2 separate regions of the Gossypium hirsutum genome follow, and region 2 is linked to region 1. The links are chromatin contacts, called in public Hi-C maps. All regions are on one chromosome and are shown on one strand. The core of a region is the stretch at or near the end of the contact, and the rest is flanking DNA. Distances in the headings are between cores, read along the strand shown.

Region 1 (7,029 bases), core at 520-3,019:
AATGCAATTAAAAGAATCATAATTTTTCAAAACAAATTTTCAATTAAAAGGATAGCAAACAATCAATTTTATGGCCTGACTCTCTTTGTTCAGTCCCCAGTGGAGTTGCCAAGCTGTCGAAACCCTTTTTATTTTGAAAGCAATGGGGATCGACTTTTTGAAACGAAAATGTGGAGTCACCACCAATCTCTTTATTTAGGTGCGATTGGGCCACCTACTAAAACGCTTTATTCAATGAAAAATAAATAAATTTGGTTTAGGTAAAATAAAGAAAAATGGGTTCGGGAGTTGGTTACGCATGAGGAAGGGTTAGCACCCTCATTACGCCCAAAAACTGGTACCAAATTGATTTGATGCTGTCCTTATATCAAAAGTTTTTAAAAGAAAAGATTTTCCAAAAAAATGTTTGAATAGCTCAAATTAGCGGTTAAAAATCTCTCGTTTCAAATATATGTAGTTTCATACCCAGTACGATTGGATACGATCCCTTATACCTTTCAGATGTGATCGATTTTTGAATTTTGAAAAAAACTCATACATTAAAATTATAAAAGGTTATCCAAATATTTGGTTCACCGGAAAAGTCATACCCAATACGATTGAGCACGATTTTCCGAATTCCCCAAATATTAGATATTGCCTTATTTCAGAATTTTTGAATAACAGAAATTTAAAAATTTGCTTAAAAAACATGTTTATTTATTTTAAAATAGATGAAATACTTAATGCATTGTAAAAAAAAAGTTAATGAATATGAAATAATATACAAAAAGCACAATAAACCTCGCTTAATACATCTAACAATCATTCTAGGTATAATGTAATCAAAGATTCTTTAAGCATGGATAGCGAATAATTATTACAATAATAATAATAATAATAATAATAATAATAATAATATACACGATAATAAAAATATTACACACATAAATAATTTTAGAAAAAAGGATATATACATAGAAAATATTTACATAACTTATACAAAATTAATAACACGTACTATAAAAATAATAATTTAATATGGGTAATGAACATATGAAGAAATTTTAAAGATAATTGTATGTTCAAAATAATATTGAATAAAAAAATGAATTATAAGATTGATTTGATTTTATCATAAATTATATGTAATAAATTTTAGGAACATAATTATATTCAAACCTATTAAAAATTACATGAATAAAAACAATATGACTTCTATGATGCATGTAAGTATTAAATATACGTTAAATAACAACTTAAATAATAAATTCTCAAAAGAATATAAACATTAAGATATGTAAAAAAAAACATAGAATTAATAGCATACACAAACCAAAATGAATTTTACTTCAAATAATATACCAATTATTAAAATAATAGGACAAAAACAAAAAAAAATTACAAAATTCAGCTATCAAAACGACCCAAAATATCACAACCAATGATTAAGCATGTAAAAAAAATGTATGTGCAATAAAATAAAAAAAAAATAAGACTTAATTGAAACAAAATTGAAATAGGAGAAACAATTTACAAATGAAATAAAATAAGAATAAGATCAATGTGCCATGCGCACAAACATGTAGGAACCAAAATTGTAAATACCCCGCCCCACAACGCTACACTAAAACACAGATCAGAGTGAAAAGACGCACAATTATATGGCCAAATTCAAAAAAACAAAGTAAACAAATTAAGCGCAAATTGAAAGCCCAGCGCGACATGAAGGATTTGATGCGCAATTTCCCCATTTTGTGAATGGGTGTGCGGATCCTGCTAATTAAGCGGGTCAGCGCGCGGGTCTTAATTCCCTTGGAACGGCGCCGCATTGAAAGTGTGCCCTTAGGCCTTCATTTGCACCTTTTTTTTCCAGAACAACACCCATCTTTTTAATTTGAAATCAGAACGCAATTTTTGCTACGGTTCCTTCTGCATGCGGCCGAATCACCATCAGATTTGGTGTCCAGCGGCGCGCGAAACCATTCCCGATTCTGCTGCTGTAGGTACTCGACCACCCATTGAGGAGTTTGGTAAGTATTTTATTTTATTTTACTTTATTTGAAAAGAAACTCAAGTCTCATACTATTTAAAAAAAAAAAACAAAAAGAGATTCATAAAATACGAAGAGTTTCGGTATTGCTTGACCTCTCGCCCTCACATCCGCATAGCAGAAATATTTGGGGCTCTCATCGGTCTCCAGTTATGTAAAAAAAATATGAGCAAACCAAGAAGAAAATAAAAGGAAAAAAAACTGGAAAAGAAAAAAGAAAAATAGGAAATCACCTCTATCAATCTTAAATTGCTTTCCTCTATTCTTTGTGCGTGTATACAGATATTGTGTACCTACAGAATCAAGGTACAAATAATGGCTTTTTATAGCCCAAATTTACAGAATAAATGAAAAATAAAAATACATTTTCCCTCTGTCATTTGGCTGTACATTCTGTTGCTGCTCCTCGTATATTCTTTTGCAGGTATGGTGCAACGACTGTACGGAGAAAGCCCCTCGTGAAAGCTGTGCGTGAGAAATCGTCTCTCTGGTGCACTTCTAGTATATTCCAGGGGCTGCTGCTGAAATTCCCTTTTCTGCTGGGCTCTTTCGGATTTGGGCTAGACTTTAGGTTTATTAGGATTGGGCTTTAATTGGGTTAAATAATGTATTTGGGCTACTTTTTATTATTTTGGGCCTGATGATGTAAAATTTGGACATGATCATAGATATTTCAATTTATTTGGGTTTATTTAAATAAATTAAATGGGCCCGGGCAAAATTGGTTGACTACAGCTGCCCCTCTTTGCTCATTGACGTGTAACGGGAATAGAGCAAAGACTTCAAAAGAACCGATTTTGCTTGGTCTTGTTCAATTTTGGCTTTTTAGCTTTTTGGTGCTTCTCTTTTCCAAACACCTTTAGGAAGATGAGGTTGATAGGTTAAATCTGCTACATTGTCGATGCTACATTGCCGATACATGGAGATAAAATTCACCATTTTCAATCTGCTCCACTGCCACTTCAGGGAGATAAGATTCATTCTTCAACCTGCTCTCATGCTACCTCAGAGAGATGAGGCTGGTGGTAAAATCTGCTTCATTGCCTGATACATGGAAATAAAATTCACCATTTGCGAAGATCTGCTCCGCTGCAATCTCAGGGAGATAAGATCTTTAATTCTCAGTCTACTTCCTTGCTACTTCAGGAAGATAAGATAAATTCTTCAACCATCTGCGAAGATCTGCTCCGCTACAAACTCAGGGAGATAAAATCTTCAATTCTCAGTCTGCTTCCTTGCTACCTCAAAAAGATAAGACCTGCTCTCCCGCTACCTCAGAGAGATGAGGCTGGTGGTAAAATCTACTTCATTGCCAATACATGGAAATAAGATTTACCATCTGTGAAAATCTGCTCTGTGACGACTTTAGGGAGATAAAATTTTCAATTCTCAGTCTACTTCCTTGCTACCTCAGGAAGATAGGACTCATTCTTTAACCTGCTCTGTTACTACCTTAGAGAGATAAGGCTTAAAAGTAAAATCTGTTCCATTGCCGATACATGGAGATAAGATTCACCATCTACGAAGATCTGTTCCGCTGCAACTTCAGGAAGATAAAATCTTCAATTCTTAGTTTACTTCCTTGCTATCTCAGGAAGATAAGACTCATTCTTCAACCTGCTCTCTTGCTACCTCAGAGAGATAAGGCTTGGTGGTAAAATCTGCTCCATTGTCGATATATGAAGATAAGATTCACCATCTGCGAAGATCTGCTCCGCTGTAACTTCAGGGAGATAAAATTTTCAATTCTCAGCCTGTTTCCTTGCTACCTCAGGAAGACTCATTCTTCAACCTGCTCCCTTGCTACCTTAGAGAGATGAGGCTGGAGGTAAAATCTGCTCCATTGCTGATACATGGAGATAAGATTCACCATCTTCAATCTGCTCCACTACAACTTACTTCAACTTTCTCCACTGCAACTTCAGGGAGATAAAATCTTTAATTCCTAGTCTGCTTCCTTGCTACCTCAAGAAGATAAGACTCATTCTTCAACCTACTCTCTTGCTACCTCAGAGAGATAAAGCTTGGTGGTAAAATCTGCTCCATTGCTGCTACATAGAGATAAGATTCACCATCTGCAAAGATCTACTCCACTGCAACTTCAGGGAAGTAAGATCTTCAATCTTTACCAACGTTGCTACACCGCCCTCTTGGGGACCTATCCTATAGACTCTATTTTATATGCACATGCTTATGCCAAATTATTAGGATGCTATGACCCAATGCTCCTAACTAAATGTGTTATGGATAATATATGCAAAAATGAGGATGATTCTATTTTAACAATTTAGGGTATTGTCACTCGTTGCTCATTAATATGCTATTACTGACGCATTTTCTCAACCATCATCTTAAAGGAGTATCCCAAAGAAACAACCTATCTCGTCTGGCGAGCTTGCCCCACTGTAATTCCAACGTCCCCTCTACTACTCCTTTTAAGACAAAACATTATAACTCATAGTTGAATTTCCCTTTGTTTAATCTGCTACCTCACTTCTCAGGTGCTATAGCCAAATGTGCATTTCTGCTCTTTGTATAAACGTCATTTCCTTTTTCTCAAAAATAAAATTGCATCATCAATACTATATCCTGCCTGTTTGCTCCATTATCATTTGGATAGAGATCTCAAAAAGGCGATTTATCAAATATATCATTGAACTTGAGCGTATTTCAAACAATTATCTCACTTCAGATTCTTGCATTATCTAGAAACTCCTAGAGTAATATGCAAAACTTCTATTGTAAGAACATCACTAGTTCATTCATCATTATGTCAATGCAACATGCTTGCAATCAAATTGTAATAATGAACAAGAATGGAAATTAATCTTGAATTCAAAGTAAATTATCAAAAGAACAACAATGGCCATTAATTTAGGAATGTATATCTTGAAAAAGAAAGGATAAAGATAATCAATTTACTGAAAATGAAGACTAGGTACCCTTGTTATCGCAACCCGAGCTTCTCTGTACAAACTTCTTGAAGACCAATTCAAACTCAACATGTGTTTAAGAGATCAGAAGCACTTTGTCAATGCCCCAAGATACAACATATCCCCTTCATGGTTAATTCAGGTATATCAAGATCACAGTCTCCTCACTTTGGATCCATATTTGAGCCGCCCTTTTCGGGTTTTCAACTCAAATCCCCTTTGGTCACAAGGCGCCCTTCACGGGTTTTCACCTTGGCCTCTCCTTTTTTTCTCTTTTTCTTTCTTTTTAATTATTGGGTCTCAAAGCGCCCTTTGCGGGTTTTTACTTTGGCCCTTTCCATTTCTTATTTGGGTCTCAAAGTGCCCTTTGCGGGTTTTCACTTTGGCCCCATTATTATTATTATTATTATTTTGTAATAATTATTCACTATCCATGCTTAAAGAATCTTTGATTACATTATACCCAGAATGATTGTTAGATGTATTAAGCGAGGTTTATTGTGCTTTGTGTATATTATTTCATATTCATTAACTTTTTTTTTACAATGCATTAAGTATTTCGTCTATTTTAAAATAAATAAAATGTTTTTTAAGCAAATTTTTAAATTTCTGTTATTCAAAAATTTCGAAATAAGGCAATATCTAATATTTGGGGAATTCAAAAAATCGTGCTCAATCGTACTGGGTATGACTTTTCCGGTGAACCAAATATTTGGATAACCTTTTATAATTTTAATGTATGAGTTTTTTTTCAAAATTCGAAAATCGATCACATCTTAAAGGTATAAGGGATAGTATCTAATGTACTAGGTATGAAACTGCATATCTTTGAAACGAGATATTTTTAACCACTAATTTGAGCTATTCAACATTTTTTTGGAAAATCTTTTCTTTTAAAAACTTTTGATATAAGGACAGCATGAAATCAATTTGGTAACAGTTTTTGGGCGTAATGAGGGTGCTAACCTTTCCTCATGCGTAACCGACTCCCGAACCCGTTTTTCTTTATTTTACCTAAACCAATTTTTTTTTCATTGAATAAAGCGTTTTAGTAGGTGGCTCAATCGCACCTAAATAAAGAGATTGGTGGCGACTCCACATTTTCGTTTCAAAAAGTCGATCCCCATTGCTTTCAAAATAAAATGGGTTTCGACAATAATAATAAAATTTGATGTCTCCATGGTTATGAGTGCAGCTTAAAAAAGTGATTGACTGAGTAACCGGGGTAGGGTGCTTGGGTTTTCATCCTACTTCGCGTCAAAAGGATCAATATATTCTTAAAAAAAACATATATAAATATAATAAATTAGGAGTATGTTGGGTTGAGTAATCGAAGTTGGGTGCTTGGCTGTCCTCTCTCTTCGCGTCAAAAGGTTTAATATATTCTTAAGCAAAAAAAAAGGAAGAAGAAAGAAAAAAAAATATGTTTTAATAATAAAATTGCATTTAGAGACTAAAGGTGGGAACAAATAAGGTGTCTTGGTAAGTTTACCTAATTTTCATGAAATAATCCAAGTCGATTTTGATTTTTGTGTGTATTAATTGGAATACTTTTTTAGTTTTAAAGCTAAGGGTTCTCTTTATTTTTCATATGCATTATGTATACTTCTTTTAAAACTTTGGAGTGATATTTCTTTCATGGAAAAATTCTAGATTTCACAGTGGATAGGAACCATACATAAAGGCAAGCATGAGCTAAGTAATGGGAATTTGATAATACTCTAGAATGACATATTTTAATGTATTAATTATATGATTATTTCTAGTATGATCCTACTAATTTGAGCTATTTATGGTTTTTTATCTTGTAGGGACTAAATTGAAGGCAAAAGGAAATTTGAGGGTAAAAAGCATAAATTTAAAGATAAAATGGGCGAACATGCGAAGTAGGAGAGAAGTGGTGCAAGAAATGCAAAGTACAGAAGACTTGGAGGGCGAAAGTGCAAAGAAGAGATTTTATAAAAACAAGTCTCTATTTAATTTTTAATTATATTAGGATAATTATTAAAGATTATTATTTAGATTTAATTTTAGCATTTATCTTTATTTATCTTTAATTATCTT
Region 2 (7,661 bases), core at 3,734-6,233, 51 kb after region 1:
TGGTTTGGGTTTTGAATTTTTCGTTCTTCAGAGGTGTATAAATTGATAATTTAGGCTTAAGCTTCCATTTTCTTTTTTGTGGCTTATATATTGATGATTGGGATTCAGACTTCTTTTTCTTATATATAAATATATATAAATTTGGAAGAATGATTAAATTTTAGTTTTGGTCCTATTAATATGTCAAAAGTTAGATTTAATTTCTAACATAATTTGGTCTCTAAATTTTTATAATGTTATTAATTAGTCTTAAAAATTAACACAATTTGATCATTTTTTTTTAAAGTTCGCAGTCACCTTTTTGGACATTATAAAACAATGGTCAAATTTTAACCTCAAGGCTATACTAAAACTTGATATTGAATCTATACTTTAATTTTTGACATAATTTGACTCATCTACTTTTATAATGTCATCAGTTAGCCTAGATAGTTAATATCGTTAATTATTTCAATATAAATCTTGACGTCAATTCTTCTTAAGAACATTATTTCAATAAAAAATTTATTTTAACATGACGATTTCAAATGCGTGTTTTTAAGAAAAACATAATTAATATTTTTAATATTTTTTTATTGTTACATAACTATCAAGTGATTTTTTAAAAAATTTTAAAATGTTACACCAAAGAATTTAATAGGAGAATTATAACAGTGGTAACAACTAGACTTGAATCTTTATATCTGAAAAATAGAAGACTATATTCCTAAAAGTAAAAAGAAGAGAACTAAATTCTAAATATACGAAGCATATAAGAACTTAGAGCATATTTTAATCTTTAAATTTTTATTTTATAATTTAACTGAAACAAATAAACAAAGAAGCGTGGACAGAAAACTTTACTAATAGTTAATTAGCATATATTTATAAAATTTTATTCACTACCATAAATAGAATTCGGAAGACTTCTAACCGTTTTAAAAGTCGGAAGTGAGTGAGGACATAATTATACATTTTCATTATTATTAGATCTGGTGTAACTAATTATGAGGAAAAATGAGGTCTCAACATAATTCAAATGGATTTAGTCAGCTTAAGGCTTATTCCAAACAAAACAATTTCAACAGTTTTCACCAACCAAATCTCCATGCACCAAAAACACAACAAAATCTCTTTTAACTTGTCGGTTCTAATTATAAAATTAGTCAATTTTAGTCTTAGTACTTCTCAAAATTAATTTTATATTATGTGTACAGTTGTAAATTCGGTCCATATTCTTTAATTAATAATTTAAGTCTCTTTACTTTTCAAATTTTAAAATTTCAGTCTCGATAGAAATGCTAGTTGTTGATCCATCAACTGAATTTTTAGTGAGTAATAAATAAAAATAACTAGTTGACATGACATTACACATATGATAATTATGTTCGGAATATCAAATTTTAAAAATAAAAAAACTTAATAAATTTAACAATTATTATTTGATGATTGAAAAAAAATTTAATTAAATTCACACCTTCCACAAAATTTAACTTTTTGGAAACAATAACAAAACAGGAAGACACAGTGCAGGAAATTCAAAGGAAAAGGCTAATTATTTCAAAGATTTGACATTAATTTGTATTTACACAAGTCGCCGCAGGTGACTCTGACTCTTGTTTACCATTTTAAACCTCTAAATATTTAATAAGCTGGAATTTTTCAGCATATTCTCAAACGGAATGGTGGGGTTGTGGGGGGGGGCCGTCCATGGATAAATAGCCCACAGTTAGGCATACCCTTGAAGGCAATTTCATAGCCTTGGTAAGATTTGAAAATTTGCCACATAATATTAATATAATTATAAATGAAGTTTTGGTAGTAATAAAAAAAGTTGAGATCCTACAGTTTTGATGTCGTAAGTTTGAATATCATTCTTCGTAAATCATGTTAAATTGTCTTTATATATGTATTGAATTAAAATTCACCTATGTGATTATAAATAGTATGATTACATTAGTTAATAATTTTTTAAATTTTAGTGAATTACAAGAGGAGGATAAAGTCCTAACAGCAATACTTGAAGCGATGAATACCTTGACCATCAGGCCAACACACGAGTTTAATTTTTAACCTATTTTAAGCCCTCATTTAATCCCTCGCACAGCATGTACTAAATATGGATATTTTAAAATTCTTTAATTTTTTTTTACCTATTTGAAGGATCCTTAGAGTAACATATTTGGTATTTAAGTAAGATAGGAATGGAATACCTTTGATAAATCATTACTATTTTCGTTATCTTAGACCAAAAATCTGCCCTGCACCATTTCTCGATGCATATAGAGTGGAACATATATAACAAAAGTTGAGATGATCTGGAGCTATTTTGGATGACCAAAAAGGACATGCAAATGCATGAGAGTATAAGAAAAAAATATCTATGATATGATGCATGGCAAATAGAATATATGTTGAAACCATGATATTCTCATTGAGAAACAAGAAGATACAGAATAGGCATTCATTCCAATGATACCGCCATGTGCATTCTTGCAAGTAAAAGAAAACAATACTACATGACATACAAGAAAACAGAACATGAGCCGGCAGCAGCTCTTATTGCAGTGATAGTAATTTATCTATGTAGCCATAGTAGCTCAGTTGTCGGGAATGGTTAGCCGAGGGAATCTCTCTATTGAGGCTTCTCCAATGGAGGGTGTCCTGGATAGTGACCATATGGTGGTTTTTTGGGAGACTCATGTACTGGTGGTTTAGGTTCTGGCTTCTCTTTCTTTGGTGGTGCATAAACCGGTGGCTTTGGTGGCTTAGGCTCATACACTGGTGGCTTCTTTGAAGGCTTATAAACTGGTGGTTTGGGTTCTGGTTTTTCTTTCTTTGGAGGTACATAAACTGGCGGTTTAGGCTCAGGCTTTTCCTTCTTTGGTGGTTCATACATCGGTGGCTTGGGTTCATGCTTTTCTTTCTTTGGTGGTGTATAAACTGGTGGTTTAGGCTCAGGTTTTTCCTTCTTTGGAGGTTCATATACTGGTGGTTTCGGTTCAGGCTTATCTTTCTTTGGAAGTGTATAAACTGGTGGCTTAGGTTCAGGCTTCTCCTTCTTTGGTGGTTCATAGACCGGAGGTTTATGTTCATATGGTGGCGGTTTCAGCTTAGGAGGATTATGAACAGGAGCAGGGGGCTTCCCATAGTTGGGAGACTCGTAGGTACCAAAAGAGGGAGTGGCGAGAGCCACCACTCCAAGTAGCAATATTAGCAAATGGGTAGTAGCCATCATTGAGCTCTTTGCTTTCCATGGTGCTATGAGAAGAGCCCTTTTTATAGTGGTAAAGGAGCCTTATTGTTAGCCCCAAGTGTCAAACCATTTTCTAGTTTTAATACCTTTCGAATTAGTCAGCTAGATGTTATTAAATCTTTGAAGTAATTCATAAATGAAATAGGGTCCATTTAGGTCCCACTTAGTTGACATTTTAGAGCATGGATACATGGCCTTACTCATGGTAGAAGAAATTTATACAATTGTGCTAGTAGATATTGAAGAAAAATTAGCTCTTTCTTAAAACGAAATTTATACAAGTGGTTCTATTTTATTATTTCTTTGTTTTTATAATTTCAACTTTTTGATATAATACTTAAAATTATTCATAATCATTTTCTAACTCATAAATAAGAGGATAATGCGTTTTAATGTACTCGAACTTACGTCCTCCTGCATTGACAATAATACTCATACCAATCAAATTAAGACTCAATCAACCAACTATACCATTTTAATTTATATAAGCTTTTAGAAATCATATATAGTTTTTAATTTTAAATTCATATCCCTGTAAATATGTAGTTCCTAGCGTCCAAGTGGTATCACGTGAGTGAGTGCCCAACATTTCATTCCCACAAGAAAAGAAAATAAATACATACATACAGACTGTATGAGATATATTTCTTTTTCTTTTTGAAAGAAAATAACAAAATAGGTTTAGGGTTAGTTGTTGAAATGAAATTGTAGGTACAAATTTGTCAATAATGGAGGTGTAAACTTGAACTACCAGTACCACTCTCATTTCCATCATTCAACACCGCTACAGCATGTGAACTAGCACCCTCATTTCCCCTAGCAATTGCGTGTTATCCAAAGTTTAATCATGTGTCAAAAAATTTGAATTAATATTGACAATTGTGTACATGTTTTAGAGAAGGGATTATATGCAACTGTGATTTCATGTCATCCCTACCTCTTTTCAATAAGAAAATGACAAATCAGATTTTTCTCTTGATTTTCAAGAGAAAAAATCTGATTTGTCATTTTCCTATTAGAAATGGGTAGAGATGACGTGGAATCATAGTTCCATACAATCCCTTCTACATGTTTTGACACCGTAGATTATGAAAATTGTGTAGAAAGCAAATAGAATTTGAATATAAACACTTATATGTTACATATTTAGATAACTATTATAATTAGTGGTATCATTGAAGTGAATATCATTAAAACATTTTAATTACATTCTTTAATTTGTAGAGGAGCGTGAGAATTAAAATAATTACATTGTAATTAACCATCATTAATTTTAAATTGTTTTAAAGATTTTATTTCTTTTAGAGATATAATTACATTTTTTTACAACTACCTCACTAGAAAAGGATTACGTGGTACGATTGGATCAAATAAACTCTTATATCCAGTCGTCTATGAACCTTTCAATATTGTTTTATTCAATGTTTGCTCAATTAGTCTTTTACCCGCAAAATATTAGGTTCAACAATAATGATATCCTCTAACATATCAAAACTTGCGGTCACTCCACCAATAGCAGAAATCGTAAGAATTAATACATAAAATAACTTTTTATTTAATTAACAATCATATAAAGCGGAAAATATGTTAACCATTAGGATCAAGCTTAAACTTTTTTCTTGACTCTGTTATTCAAACATGTTAATAATATTTTATCAATTTCAAATAGTTATCGGACTATGGACCTTCATTTTCCATAGAAATGTAGCCATAAAAAAACTAAGGCCTCATTATTGAGCTAGGTTAAAAGAAAGGCCTCTTGGGGGTAGGAGACATACTCAAAAAGGCTTAGAGAAAAAGATTATATGGGCTTTTGACCTTTAAAAATATTGGGTTAGATGATTCTTGATGTTAGCCTAAAAGGCTAAGAAAGATATGGGTTGAATAATGGCTTCATTGGTGAATTGTGATTCAGCTTTTGATCGATACATGGTTAATGACATTTGCATTGACAGTTTGGAAGTTTTGTTGAGTTTTTATTTATGTATCCAATAATTTATGAAAGGAAGTTCACATATGCAAACACTTTGCTTGAAATAGTAAAGTTTAAAGGAAGGAAGATTTTGAGGCATTAAGCTTATACTTCATATTATATGCATGTTTTTTTTTAAAAATTATATGTGAAAAAGATAAAAATACTCTAAAAATTATATTTGTTGCTTTATAAAAATTTTGATAATTTCACAACTGAGTTGAGACATGATTGAGAGTAAGATTAACTCAAGCAAAGCTTTAAATGATAGTACTGATAGATACTAGTATGAATATAAGTAAAGTAAATCTCTCGTTAATTTGTCAAGACTTGTTTGAAACAGTGGTTAAAGTTTTTGTGAACTTAGATGACAAATCATATCATCCATTTCCTCTTTCTGATATTGTAATGATAAAAGGTATAATGATTTATTTGGCCCTTTAACTTCATAAAAAAAATTATTTTAGTTCTTCATTTATTTTTTTTTACCTCTTTTAACCCTTAAACTTGTGTGACTTGTCAAATCACCTCAAAATAGATAGAACTGGCGTGGCACACATGTAGATTGCCACATTTGCAATTAATTAATTGTTTAAATATAAAAATTCAAAGAAAGTATAAAAATTATAAAAAAATTATTTTAATATTTTTAATTTTAAAAAATTAATTATTCGCTAATGTGACATCTACGTGGCAATCCACGTATATGTCACATCAATAAAGTTAACAGATGTTGACTTTTCGATCCATTTTAAGTTGATTTGACAAACAATACAAGTTTAACATTAATAAACGAAAAATTAAAATAATGTTTTTTATAAAATTGGAGAGGCAAATAAATCATGACAAAAAAAAACACTCAGTCAATTTAAACATGAATGGAACAAATTAAAGCAGCAAGGGAAAATTTACGTACCAGTGATAAGATTTAAATCACAAGCCACGATTGCTTCATCCTGCCTGAAAGGCTGACCAGATTGAAGGATTGGAATCCTTGTTCCATGTCCACTGAAGTAGAAAAACAAGACATCCTTTGGTTTAGCCTTTTTCGCCATTTCATTAAGTGTGCTTAATGCTTGCACCTGTAGCCAGAAGAACCGGCGTCGAGCCTGGTGCATCAGTCAAGACCTGAACATTGCTTGCTTTCATGAAATCCTAATTTTCCCTCAACCACACTTTTGATGCGATTCACATCGTTACGCATCCCTGCAACTTGAATTCGGTGTTGGGACAATTCATCCTACAAGAACAGCTCTCTTCATCCTACAAGGACCAAGACACTGCCTATCTATCCATCACCACCCTGTCTTTACAAGTTACAAATTGAAAATACAATTGACTTGTTTGATAAAATTATTACTTTACACTATTTGTATTATTATAATGTATTTGATTAAATTAGTGTCATTAATCGGGTCTAAATTCAGTTATAAAATTATCAAAAGTTCATTCTTTTTATTAAGTAACAGATATTATTTTGAGGGTATATAAGTCTTTCTAATACTTCGATGGATCATAAAAATACATATACATGGTAGAAACCATGGGACTTAAGCACAAAACATCCTCAATGTTATCATTTCAACCAAAGCTACATTTAATTTTTATATCAATTTTTTTATAAATTTGTTGCATAATTTTTTTTACTCATATTGTAAGTGTATCGTAATCTAGTGTATGTATATATATATATATATTATAATCTTATTATAGGTTTTGTTGCCAATACAGGAGGACGTTGGTTCGAGTGTGCTGAAGTGTATTATCCTCTTATTTATGGGCTGGAGAGGGACTATTGGTAGTTTTAAGCATTGTGTCAAAAAGATCAATTATGATCATAGGCTATAATGAGATTATTTTAAAAAAAAAGTACACAAGAGAAAACAAACATCCCACACACTAAACAAAAAAAAAATATATCCACAAGATTATTTAAAAGATATTACAATAAGATCATCTCAATCTAAATATATAAAACCGAAGTTTAATAAATAAAACATATGCATATAGTTGTGATTGTGAAGCTTTTAAAAATTGTCTTTTTTTTCTTTAATTTGTTTGTTATATAATTTTTTTTCTTTTTTATTTATTAATTTTGGTACTCTAAATTTTAAAGTTTCTCATTTACCTTGTTTAAATTTGGTTAGTAAAAAATTTTAATGTGGATCCTTGGTTTTTCTGCTGCAGGTGGTGTGCTGCATAACAATAAAGGGGAGTGGATCCTTGATTTTTCTCACTTCTTGGGGAAATGTTCTGTCGCGACTACTGAACTATGGGGCTTGCTGGATGGTTTGCTCATCGCTCAGAAACAAGGCTATGATGAGGTCATCATTCGTTTAGATAATCTTGAGAATGTGATCTTGATTAGTGAAAGTAAGGCTGGTGGTTCTAATAATGCACTTATTAAGAGGATACAACAAATTTTGGCTTCGGAAGAAAATTGGTTCTTGACTT

What was found. A called contact is a pair of places that touch in the nucleus more often than the background predicts.
Region 2: a Hi-C map of leaf shows a contact between it and region 1, with 2.9 times the contacts expected there. The contact joins two enhancer-like sites. A contact is called at or near these places in 14 of 34 Hi-C or Micro-C datasets (anther, callus, fibers and 4 more).

What each region holds. Positions count from the first base shown.
Region 1 is chrA02:5,116,207-5,123,235 of Gossypium_hirsutum_v2.1, forward strand. No RefSeq gene overlaps it. Among protein-coding and RNA genes, the nearest start is that of LOC107940538, 15 kb to the left of the region's middle. Within about 2 kb of position 1,770, at least 1 of the 9 cell types and tissues checked has an H3K27ac peak or open chromatin away from gene starts, as enhancers often do. A contact at or near this core is called in leaf, where this site is marked.
Region 2 is chrA02:5,163,873-5,171,533 of Gossypium_hirsutum_v2.1, forward strand. It overlaps the pseudogene LOC107940532. Among protein-coding and RNA genes, the nearest start is that of LOC107940536, 4.9 kb to the left of the region's middle. Within about 2 kb of position 4,984, at least 1 of the 9 cell types and tissues checked has an H3K27ac peak or open chromatin away from gene starts, as enhancers often do. A contact at or near this core is called in leaf, where this site is marked.